Linked DNA regions of Mus musculus: all the other regions are linked to region 2. A link is a contact called in public Hi-C and HiChIP or PLAC-seq data. All regions are on one chromosome and are shown on one strand. Each heading gives the region's core, a stretch centred on a gene start, on an enhancer-like site or on the middle of the called end of the contact. The rest is flanking DNA. Distances are from core to core; before and after follow the strand shown. Region 1 has its middle 38 kb from the start of Tmem106b. Region 2 overlaps Thsd7a (thrombospondin, type I, domain containing 7A). Region 3 has its middle 18 kb from the start of Tmem106b.

Region 1 (3,964 bases), core at 1,421-3,920, 580 kb before region 2:
CATTGGTTATCAATTAAAACAAATCATCTAGAACTAACTCTTGGGGTAGTGCAATTAATCTTTATGTAGTCTAATCCCTATTTGATTAACTGATCTGCATCAAAGGATGGAGTATGGACTTTAGATCGTATCCTTGGTGTTCTGACAATCAATTTTTACTATCATTACAGTCATGTAAAAGAAGAGAAGAGGAAATGATGAATCTCATATATTGGCAATCACTCATTACCTTGCAAATCAAATAGCTTTACTAAATTCATTTTCACCTTCCCATGTAAGCAAGGTCAACTCTCAAGGAAAAAAATGACAGGAACAGCTCAAAGCAATAAATAAATTTGACAGAATAAGAAAACATTATTTTTGTTTAGTTTATAATATAAACACTCATCATAACTCTATTCAGTTATCTACTATTTACTAATAACTCTATTCAGTTTTATTAATAGTAGGTAGCAAATGATTATAGTATATGAAGTGAACATTAATTACAAATAATATCTTCATTTAAATTATATAGCTTCTTCTTTAAAATGTATATGTGATTACTTTTAGATGATGATTAACAACTGGGAGCAGTACTTCTACCTAGAGAATATTTGGCAACACACACACACACACGCACACACACACACACACACACAATGATTGTAGCATGTGCTACTGGTACTTAGTGGGAAAAGGTTAGTAGTGCTCCTGAATAAATGGGTAAGCACAGGAAAGGACAGTCACCAATAGCAAAGTATTTGAGCCAAAAGGCCAGTAGTGCTTTGGCTGGAAACTTCTAATGCACAGCAAAAGTATTTATTGGCACTTCCTATGCTTCACGTTAGGCTTATGGTTATTTGGGGGTACCAGATAAGCCATGTACTCAGGACATATATGTATCTTTGCATCTCTCTAGTCAATACGTTATCTATTATTAGTCTATTTGCCTCTCTATTTACCTAGCTGTCTATGTATCTATTATTTTTTCTATGTATCTATTATGATTGAGCACTGAACCTTATACATGGCAGATATGACAAAATTATAGCCCTAAGTCTGTGACCCACTTTAAAAAGAAATCATTCAACCATAACAAAGCCTTCACATGGCTGTGTCTATATGTGTGGTTTCTAATAATCAGCAACATGTTCAGAACTGCCACACCCAAGTTGTTCCCAAAATTTTGAAACAATTGTAGAGAAATACTTGTGTTGGAAACTTTGATATTTGGGAATAATTTTTATATGTAGCACATTAGATTATAAATAATATATTCTCCCTGGATGTATTCCGACTCATACTTCTAGCAAAATTATATGAGAGCTCCCATATTCTTTACATGCTAGCAATGATTAAATTTTTTTTGAGACAAGTTCTTCTTAGGAAGCCCAGGCTGAACCTCTGTCTCAGCGTCTTAACTACTGGAATTGAAAGATTCTTTCGCCATGCTTGGATCTGTGATGGAGTCTTCACAACTTAAATAGACGAAAAATGTCCAGGAAAGTAGAAAAGCATAACCTGGGTGGTCTACGAGGGTTTCCCTGAAAACCTTTAGCACATGGGATAGCAGCTGAAGGTGAAGAACATCCAGAACGGCCCAGAGGTCCTGCATGGAGTGAAAGTGGAAGGTAGAAGAAGCAAGTAACACATTCAAGCTCTATTCTTATTTAGCAAACGTGTCACTGTACTGACTGCCATCTCAAGACATCAGACTCAAGTTTCTTCAGTCGTTCAATGCAGACACATGCTAACAACATTACAGAGAGCTTCTGTCTTTCAAACTCAGTCTGGGACGATAACGTTGGTCTCCCTTGTATTAAGGTTTCTTAGATTGAACAGCTTCTAGTTTCTCTGATTACCCTGTGTATAGAGAGTCATGGTTGAACTATCTGCCCCCAGATGTATGAGTAAATGTAACAAATATGTGGAAATTATATATATTTTGTGCATTATATATATGCTTTACTTGCTACTAAAATAAGTGAATAATATTGTCACAGCTAAATTATGTTCCCTTGTTATAAGTGCAGTTGAACATATTTCCATATTAGTAAAATTATTTAATTCAGCATAATGCATCTCTTCACCTATTTTGCTAATTTATTGACTACTGAATTGTTGGTTATTTTGTTAGCTTGAGCCATTAGTCCATCTGTATTAAGTATTATATATATACGTATGTATCATGCATATATTATATGTATATATATGTATATATATATGTATATATATGCATATATATATATATATATATCACTAAATCTCTGTCTTGCTAAATGCTATTTGTATTTCCTGATCTCCCCTTGTTATTTTGTTTGGGTTAAGAATTTTTATTATTCAGTTTCTGTTCTACTACTCTTGTATATTCTTTTATAGAAGAGCCTATATTCTATATGTTATAGCTAGGTTGTTCTTGGAACTGAATTCATTTTCTTTCCACTGCTGCTATAATCAAATGTTTCTTTAAAATGGACTATTTGTGCTTTATGATCCTCTCCACCCAGCCTTTCTTTCCTCATTTCTTTAGACTTTCTGCTAAGCAAGGTATGGGAATATGGTTACCAGAATGCCCACTTACATTTTTTTTATGTGATTTTAATTTTGGCTTCAAATATAGATGCTTGGAGAACCAGTACACTGTGAGTAATGTCAGGCATGTACAGCTGGGGGCATCCTTTCTCCAGTTTCCTGATGCTCTGGATTGGACCATGTTTGGCAGCTCTTTCATTTGCTGTGTCATTTTGTTAACTATGGTGTTCAGGCCTCTCTTCTGGCATTGTTTTCGGGGAGTGGGTGTCATTTATCATGTAATGGGCAAGCAATGGTTTTATTCAAATCTTTAAGAACTTTAATTCATGTGCTACAGTATTCAACCTTAAGTTCAATAGGATAATGTATGACCAGACAAAATAAAAGCAAATATATTTAGCATCTAGTCCACTTCTAAGCACTGAAAATGAGTGATGTATTATATCAGATACCTGGTGTACAGTGATCCTGTAGTTATGTTTGTTTTTGAGGCAGCCTCAGAAAGGAAAGCACAGCAGTTCAGAAAGTTGGAAGCTGTGTGATCCCAGAGGTCTAGTTAGGATGCAGCTGAGGGATTATGAACTAACTTCAAAGTTACACTTTAACAATCTTGATTTTTAAAGCCAGTACACATGCTGGAAAGAGGGCAGTCAGATAACCCTTGTGGGTTCTTGAGTAAGGAGTTTGGTATAAACTTCTGACAGACAATTTTTCCTGGTAAGTAGGAATCATTTTGTCTATTAAAAACTGTGAATGCAAAATTCACACTTAACCACCTGTCTAGAAGATAAGGAATCCTTAGTTCCTTCATAATCCCCACACAGTGTGTAATGAACACAGACTGGAATGCAGAATGCTATGGCCACTATGTTTTCCTGAAGACAGAACTGGAAAGAGAAGGATACCTGCACAGCTGTTAGGAAACTACATTATGAATGCAATTATGGTGACATACAAATACATACTTCAAGGTTGTTTTTTTTTTTTTTTTTTTTACTTTGTAGGATTACTTGCTTCAGGTCTCATACTCATTTTGCCAAGAATTATTATTGCACAGGAATATGGTTTTTATGCAGTAGTTTATCCACACATTGCCATTTATTTATATAATATATTTTTAAAGATAAAAATAGATAGACTGGACAAAAGCTCACATTTTATCAGTTTACCTTTTCTGTGGTGTATGACTCAGTTTAGTACTGCTGTTATTCCTGTTATTTTTTACTCAGTGATCATAGCAGAGGTAGGAAGACAGTTCCCTGAGCTGGCAAGGCAGGGGAAACAGAGGAATATTGGTTAAAGAGCATGAACTCTCAGATATACAAAGAGACTGCTCTGACGATCAAATGAACAGCCCAGTGACCACTGCCTTGTTGTATTGTAAACAATTTCACTAAAATAAATGGCCAGCTGGGTGGTGGAGATATACTAATTAAATCAATTATATTAA
Region 2 (3,601 bases), core at 98-2,597:
TAAGAGTATTGCTCCGAAAACACTTCTACCAGCAGGGACCAAGTGTGCAAACCCAAAAACCTATTGGGACAGTTTCACATTAAAAGTATACATGTAATATCAAAACCCTATCATTTTAAATTATATTTTATGTTCATCAAACTCTTACATAATACTGCAATTATATCAGTTCTGTTATATATAACTGGTGCGTTGCTTCTGTTCTATGTTCTTGGAAATATTAATTATTGACAATGACAATCTGCTGACTGCTCAAACAGTTTTGTTTTTCTAAAAATATATTTTCAATTTGATTAGAAAATGTTATGATATTTAGGTTTTCTCATAGTTTGAAGTATATCTTAGTAGTGTGGATTTAAATTAAACAGCGTAGAGACATTCAAGTGAACTGGACTCATTGTGATCCATTTCCTGCAATCACAGATAAATGATAAATGAATGTCATGTATGAGTCATAAAAGAAGGCTTGCCTCTGTTTCCAGTGTATTATCCTCCTGTTCTAATTTAATAAAAAATAAAAACAAAAAACAAGAAAAGCTTTTAAAAGTGGATTTCATGATGGCTTAAAATGTAGCTTTGGTCAATAGAAAGGATAATATTAAATGTGAAAACATGATAATCTGTATAAAGAATGTGCCTGTCAGTTCTCAGAAAAAAGAAGTGTTTATCTCTTATAAAGCTGGAAAAAAGGCAGTGCAGTCTCCCTGCTGTCTCTGTTTTAAAAAAGTAATCCTGTAATCACTTGTCAAAGTCAAGAAAGAGAACAACGAACATTCTTTTTTTTTTCCGAACTCCTCTTTTACTAAATTGTATTTCCTATTGATTCGAGGTATGAGTTAATCATAGCCTTAAAAATGTGTTTATTTCCTTCCATTTTTGCCCTTTATCACAATAAAAGAATGGCAATAATTCTTTTGACCTGGAGTGATTCCCATTATTGCTCTGACTTCTCACACATACAAGAGGAGTTCTGAGACCCATTCCAAGGATCCTGTAGAGTTCAGCCCCTGGAGAGCTGTTTATGGGCTGGCTAGATATCTGTAAGATTATAACTATTTTCAAATCCAATTCGTCCCATTGCATGCCTTGAATATGTATTTTACTATTTTTTTTCTTCTCAGCCAGATCAGATGATGATTCCTCTGAAGAGGATTGGTTTTTACTTAAGGTTCCCTGTTAGGAAGTGGAGGCTAGGCGTTTTCTAAAGCAGTACAATTATCCCTGTTAAGAAAAAGCAGAACTCTGTTGTGCTAGAAGAAAACATGGTCAACATCTGAAGTCCAGCTTCCATTCTGATGAGTTGCTCACCAAGACAACAGAATATTTACATCATAGGACATACAAGATATTGCTGGATTTCAACACACTGACAGTTTGCCATTGAGAACCAGATTCTGAGAACTACCACCAAGACAGCACTCCTGACATTTTGAGAATAATCCAACAAATATTTAGAAACTGGTGAGTCAGTGGCTGTGGTACAGAAAACCCAACAAGGAGATCATTCACAGGGAAGAAGAAAATGAAATTTTTCCTGATCCTTAGAGTGATAAATCTCATCTATGACAACCACTATCATTTGTGGTAATCTGAGTTGAGCAATAAAGCCCCTAAATGAAGAAGTGTTTGGTTGATTTGGATAAAACTCAATATATGCAAGCACAAGCCACTAGTCAACAATGTGTACTAAAAGAATGACAGTCCCAAAATGTATATTCTCAAATACAGTCTGTAGAATATGTTAGGAAACAATAGGGTGAAATGTCCCAAAAGAAGATAAAAAAGAAATACAAGAAATGGGAAGGAACAATAGAAATAACTTCATGTAGGTACCAATAATTTAGTCCTATAAGAAAGGTTATTTTTCTTGTAATTACAAATCCTGATAGCATACAATATTACTACCGATTAAAGATTGGATCTGTTTTTATATTTTATTTTGGATGCACAAAATGTTCTTGCAGCTTTCAGATCTCAGAGGTCTCTTAATTCTGTGCCACCTGAGGGGAGTCCTGAGAGAAGATACTTCCCAATCTTAATGTTGCATGTTTATTAAGGAATGTGTCAGAGGTTAAGAGGCTTAAACTCTTAATAATAGTTCTTCTCAAGACCACACTAAAAACCTAAAATTGGGCCAAATGTTCTATCTTCTTTGTCTTGATTTCTGCTAAAGTCACTAGCTTTCTCTTAGTCATCCAGGCTTAAAATCTCTCATACTACTTTGGCTCCTCTCTTTTGTGTTCCTGATACTATCTGCTGTCAAGGCCTTGGTCAAGCCTTCGGAAAAATCTCCCCTATATCTGCTCCTTACACTCACAGCCACTAAATGCAGTTAAGAACCCTATCAGTAAACTGTCACTCACGTAGTCCAGCCATTGAAAGCACAGCGCCTGGCAATGTTCTCTGTGCCTCCACATTCTGTCCACTTGTCTTTCACAAACAGTGCTCTGACATTTATCATCCATGTAGGAAAGCCTGGTTACCAAAGATTAAAATCAGTTCTTCCCTGGAGTTCCAGGTCTACTCAGCAGGCTCCACTGGGCCTTCTGCTTCTGTCCTGGCTGCTGCCTCTCTGGACCTCTGCATTCAATTCTGGACCTGCGGTTGTCTTTGTCTTGACCCCCTATCTCACATCAAGTCTATTTCTTGGTAAATCTTTCTTCCTTCTCTTTGCTTATATGTTGTGAACCCTTTAAACATTATTTAAACTTATCTTACCTTTTCTAAAACAAAACAAACAAACAAAAAAAACAACAACAAAACAAAGTTCACTACTCTCATCCAGTCAAAATATGATATTTTTCTCGGGAATGACCTAAGATTTTCTTTATCAAGGACTATATTTGTTACTAGTAATTCTTTCTTATTTTCTATAATAATTATACTTTATATGTCTTATGAACTCTACCAAAAGATACAGTCTCTTAAGAACAGCCATTTTTCATTTTCTTTGATTTTATTTCTGTTACTATAATCAGTATTTCTGATTGTTATAGTCAATAAATACCTCTGGGTTATTCAATCATTTAAAAAGCATTTTAATTATGCTAATTACTGCATATTTAAAGTGTCACAGAGGAGACTAGCCTCCTGGTCTGTCTTTTATACTAATTCCATATTTTTGTCTATTCTTTAACAAGAGAATAATTGATTATTAGTTTCAATATTAATATTTTTCCTTATTCATGACATTCAAAAATTCAGTTATTAGGTTTGTTGTCTCAAGTCCCAAAATCATGTTTTTGTTATTCTTTTAACAGAGGTTTTGGAAATCTTAAGTTAATTTAGAAAAATATAATGTTTTATCACTTATAATCTCTTTATTCCACAGTTTGTTCTTTTACTTAATCATGTTATAAAAATTTTATAAAGTTGTAAGAAAATAGATGAGAATTTATAATTTTTGCAATCATTTGTATTACATAGTATTTGTTTATTTAGTAATTATTTTTCTAAAAGAAAAATTAAGACTTATACATTAAAATTTATTTTTAGAGATTAAGAAACAAATAGATTTTAGTTATAAACATGCTACTTAACAATTTTCCAATAATGTATTGAACTTTGTGAATCTCCTTCCATCAAAGTAGAGAATTAATAT
Region 3 (3,806 bases), core at 298-2,797, 600 kb before region 2:
TGTAGTCACCTTCTTTGATATTTGTTGTTCTTCTTATTTTCCTCTATTGTGGCTCCCTTGCTTCTTTTGATCTTTAATAACTTCATATCATATGAACACTGAACTGTATAAACATTTAAATTATTTTCTAGTGTGTATGTATCTTTATCATAAAGACACCTCCAACAGCTTTGTTCTATGAAACTAATGACAGACAGAATTTTCTTCTATTGTTTGAGACAGGATCTCATGTATATTCTAGGTTGCCCTGGAAATTACTATGTAGGTCAGGCTGGCTCAGACTTGATATGTAACACAGGTTGGCCTCTACTTTATTATCCTCATAACACAGGTCTCAAGTGCTAAGATTACTGGCATAAAAACCATACCTAATATACTGAGTTTGAAATAAATATTAATATTACATACTTTAAACCTGAAAGAAATGACCTTTTTGAAAAGTAAATTAAGGTAAAGAGATGAGTAATGAGAAGAGTTGATGGTGGTGATGTTTAAATAGATGCATTTTTCTTGTATACCTGATCTGATGATAATTATGAAGAACCACATAATCCAATATATGTAGTTAATATCATGAAAATTAGTGTGTAGATCTTCTTTTATGATTATCCACTTTCTAAACCGCTTTTAAGCTCTGCTAGAGCAAGGGTACTGAGGGAAAACAGGCATTTCTATAACATACAGAATTTAGGAACAGAAAATAAGTTCACACTGATTACAGAGAACAGATAGAGTTTGTAGTAGTTTTAAATCTGGTATGGATGATAAAGCAACATGCCATGCAAATCTTAGTCTGAAAAAGGACTTAGAAGATCCTGCAGAATACAGGAGTAGAGGGATGAGATTCCTGTTGCACAGAGTTGCAGGGATAGTGCCACAGAAGTGTGCCTTTCTGGACAGCTGATGAAATTTACTGCAGCTTTCCCCCTGGGATCTTACCCTGGGTTATAGGCCAGAGTGCTCACTAGGAAGGGTATGTATGCATCAGGGTCCTCATGCCTTGGACAAGGAAAGCACACAGCTGGCAACGCTAGCAATGACCAGATCTAGTATTCTGCTCTTCTCAGTGTACTGTTCTTGGCACTGCAGTTCATTTCTGTTCCATTTTAGGCTTGGAATGTGCTCATTATCTTCCGACTGTGCTCTCCCCCACTTCTTTTACTGATTAATCATCTTTCCTAGCTAATGTCATGGACCCAATAGGTCACCAGTTCTTTATTTTATTATTGAATTAATTGCCTACTTGGAAGTGCATTTTTCTACATTTCTATGGCTTTTTTTTGAATTTTTTGTTTAATATAATTATTCCTGTGATATCAGCTGACTCATTTCTACTGACATATTTTGTAGAACTCATGGAGTACTTGGCAGAACTACTTTGAGTCACAAATACTAAAGTAAACAATACATAGAGAACATTTAACAGACTTTGGCACCAGCCAAGCAAGCAAACCAAGAGATGTAATCTCTTTCTAGAGTGGACTACCCAATGACTAATGGAAAATTACAGAGATCACTTCTAGCTTTGACATTCCAACAAGGTGAGACTTTCACAAGAGATCAGGCATTAGTATGTAATAAATAACTAGAGCATGCAGGCAGAAAAACAAGCCTTGGATAAACAACGTGTGTCAGGAAGGTTCTACCTATTTCGTCATTTCTATTTCTATTTCCAGAATTTGGCTGGAAGAACCATTCAAAGTACATTCTGTAAAGACATCTTGGAGGGGTATTGTTGTTCTTTTTGTTTTTGTTTTTGTTTCGTTTTTGGTCAGGAATCTATGAGAACTATAGCAGTAAGTTTCCTGATTCCGTTTCATGAGGAAGCTTCTTCTTGAAGTAGATGGTAATTAACGCAGAGTTGCAGCTAGACATTGTACAGTGAGAGACTTTGGAGTGCTCAGCCCTAAATGGGATGTCCTATAAAACCCCTCCCTTCGAGGCTCAGGGCTTTATGTGGAACAGGAGACAGAAGGAGCCAAAGAACCAAAAGTGATGGGTGACTCCAATCCAACATGGCCAAAGCACATATGGATGAATTCAGAGAGACTGTGACATAGCATGCATCAGCTCTGCACAGGTTCAAACCAGACAAAATCCCATAGAGTAGTGAGCACGAAGTTGTACCTTAGCCACAAAGCTATTTACAATTGATACCAGCTGGAAAAGGAAACAGAAGCTTCTTTGGTGGAATTGGACAAAGTACACCCCCCCACACTCCAGGGCAGGCCTTTCCATGATCCTAACTCAAGTCCTCGTTCATTCAAATCCAGAGTTAACTTGAGTTTCTATTCAATATTTTATGGTCTAGAGACAGTTCTGGGAAAAATACATACTAAATTTCAAAAAATAATATACAACTCCCTTTTTATTATTCTCATCCTTAAACACCTTTGTTTACAGGAGAAAGCAGAATTGGACAGGGAATTCAAGACTATCCAATAGGTAGTTAGAATCTAAAGAAATATTTTAAGCATAATTTGGAATAAAATTTGCTATTATAAGTATTTAGCTTTCATTGTTTCATGCCAATCAGTGGGTGGAGCTTAAGAATTAATCCAAAGTGTTTCCATTTGTTCACTTATCAAATGGTATTGAGCATTATCTCTGTGTTAAGGGCTGCTCTAGACTAAAGGAAAATAAACATAAGCAGGGGTGGGTCTTGACTCCACTCAGCTTACACATCTGGGAATGCAGGCAAACTGGTTAAAACAGAGGACTGCCCTAAAAATGTCAAACAGTAGCAAGCTCAACAGAACAATGAGAGTCAGGGCAAAAAATAAAAGAAAGATGAGTACATTATTAATTTATGTGAATTCTTGTGAGGTTCTTCACTGGTACTTCAGTAGAGAGCTGATGAAACAGAGGAGCCTGACACGTGCTTCTTTGGAAAAGAACATCAAACAGAGGCATAGTAATGCTTCAGAGGTGGAGAATCAACATATCCTCAACCTGGAACTTAGGAAGAGCCCTGTGGATTTGAAGAATGAGTCCGGGGAGAGCTGAGGTCTCAGAATCTGTTTAGACAAACAGACCTTGTGATCACTGGCTCAACGCAGTGGGAAGCCACAAGACATTCGATCTGTGGAATATTATGGTCTGATTTACACTTAAAATATTAGAACGGTTCTTATGCAACCGTTTTTATGTTCAGTTTTATAAGGTCATTTGAGCAAAGTGGCTACAGATACATAGGCACTGCAGACTCCAGACTTGCTGGTAGCCACTCCATTCTTAAAGCAGACTCCAGTTAGCACATTGTAAGGAGCTGGAGTTCTTAGTCACAGAGATGAAGGAAAATTAATTCTGCTAACCATTTACAAATTTTTGAGCGATGCATTCCCAGCTCAAGAACACAGTAAATATGGAAAACCTTGCTGACATGTTTATTGAAGCATAAAACCCTAAGGAAGGAGCCAGAGAAGCTGTGCTTAAATTCTTGACACAGGGATACGGCTTATCTGTTAAGCTGTAGTAATACTTTTATGTTGTAGATGACAGATGATATAGTTTCCATCAAAACCATAAGTAGATGTAGTTGACATAAGTAGATAAAAGATCATGTAGAGTATAACATCTAAGAACTACCAATATAACTTTGAATATAGACTCCTTTTATTTACATTTTTGTAAAAGGTCTTAACTGTCACCTCTAAAGGCTAAATCCAACTTCTTAGAAGAGAAAATCATATTTGCCAAGTGTAGATAAAATGTCTATTTATGAGCAAAGTAAGTACAGTCCAGAGAATTCCAGGTATCTAAGGTAAGCATGTTGAAAAGGCTCAAGCGAGGAAGCATACAGTGGT

The links. Hi-C and Micro-C count contacts between places; a contact is called where the count stands out from the background. HiChIP or PLAC-seq counts read pairs in DNA pulled down with a chosen protein or histone mark.
Region 1: an H3K27ac HiChIP or PLAC-seq map of the NIH/3T3 cell line shows a contact between it and region 2, with 8 times the contacts expected there. The contact joins two enhancer-like sites. A contact is called at or near these places in 1 of 484 Hi-C or Micro-C datasets (adipose-derived mesenchymal stem cells) and 1 of 115 datasets of contacts at active chromatin or transcription factors (the NIH/3T3 cell line).
Region 3: a contact with region 2 is called in a Hi-C map of 3T3-L1-derived adipocytes, with 4 times the contacts expected there. The contact joins two enhancer-like sites. A contact is called at or near these places in 3 of 39 promoter capture datasets (3T3-L1-derived adipocytes, hippocampal neurons and liver), 2 of 484 Hi-C or Micro-C datasets (3T3-L1-derived adipocytes and liver) and 1 of 115 datasets of contacts at active chromatin or transcription factors (the NIH/3T3 cell line).

The regions. Positions count from the first base shown.
Region 1 is chr6:13,029,862-13,033,825 of GRCm38.p6, reverse strand. No RefSeq gene overlaps it. Among named protein-coding and RNA genes, the nearest start is that of Tmem106b, 38 kb to the left of the region's middle. Within about 2 kb of position 2,670, at least 12 of the 459 cell types and tissues checked have an H3K27ac peak or open chromatin away from gene starts, as enhancers often do. A contact at or near this core is called in the NIH/3T3 cell line, where this site is marked.
Region 2 is chr6:12,453,072-12,456,672 of GRCm38.p6, reverse strand. The region is part of intron 6 of Thsd7a (thrombospondin, type I, domain containing 7A); the gene reads left to right. The region is part of intron 1 of Gm38583 (a long non-coding RNA gene); the gene reads right to left. Among named protein-coding and RNA genes, the nearest start is that of Gm38583, 18 kb to the right of the region's middle. Within about 2 kb of position 1,347, at least 14 of the 459 cell types and tissues checked have an H3K27ac peak or open chromatin away from gene starts, as enhancers often do. A contact at or near this core is called in 3T3-L1-derived adipocytes and the NIH/3T3 cell line, where this site is marked.
Region 3 is chr6:13,050,267-13,054,072 of GRCm38.p6, reverse strand. No RefSeq gene overlaps it. Among named protein-coding and RNA genes, the nearest start is that of Tmem106b, 18 kb to the left of the region's middle. Within about 2 kb of position 1,547, at least 58 of the 459 cell types and tissues checked have an H3K27ac peak or open chromatin away from gene starts, as enhancers often do. A contact at or near this core is called in 3T3-L1-derived adipocytes and the NIH/3T3 cell line, where this site is marked.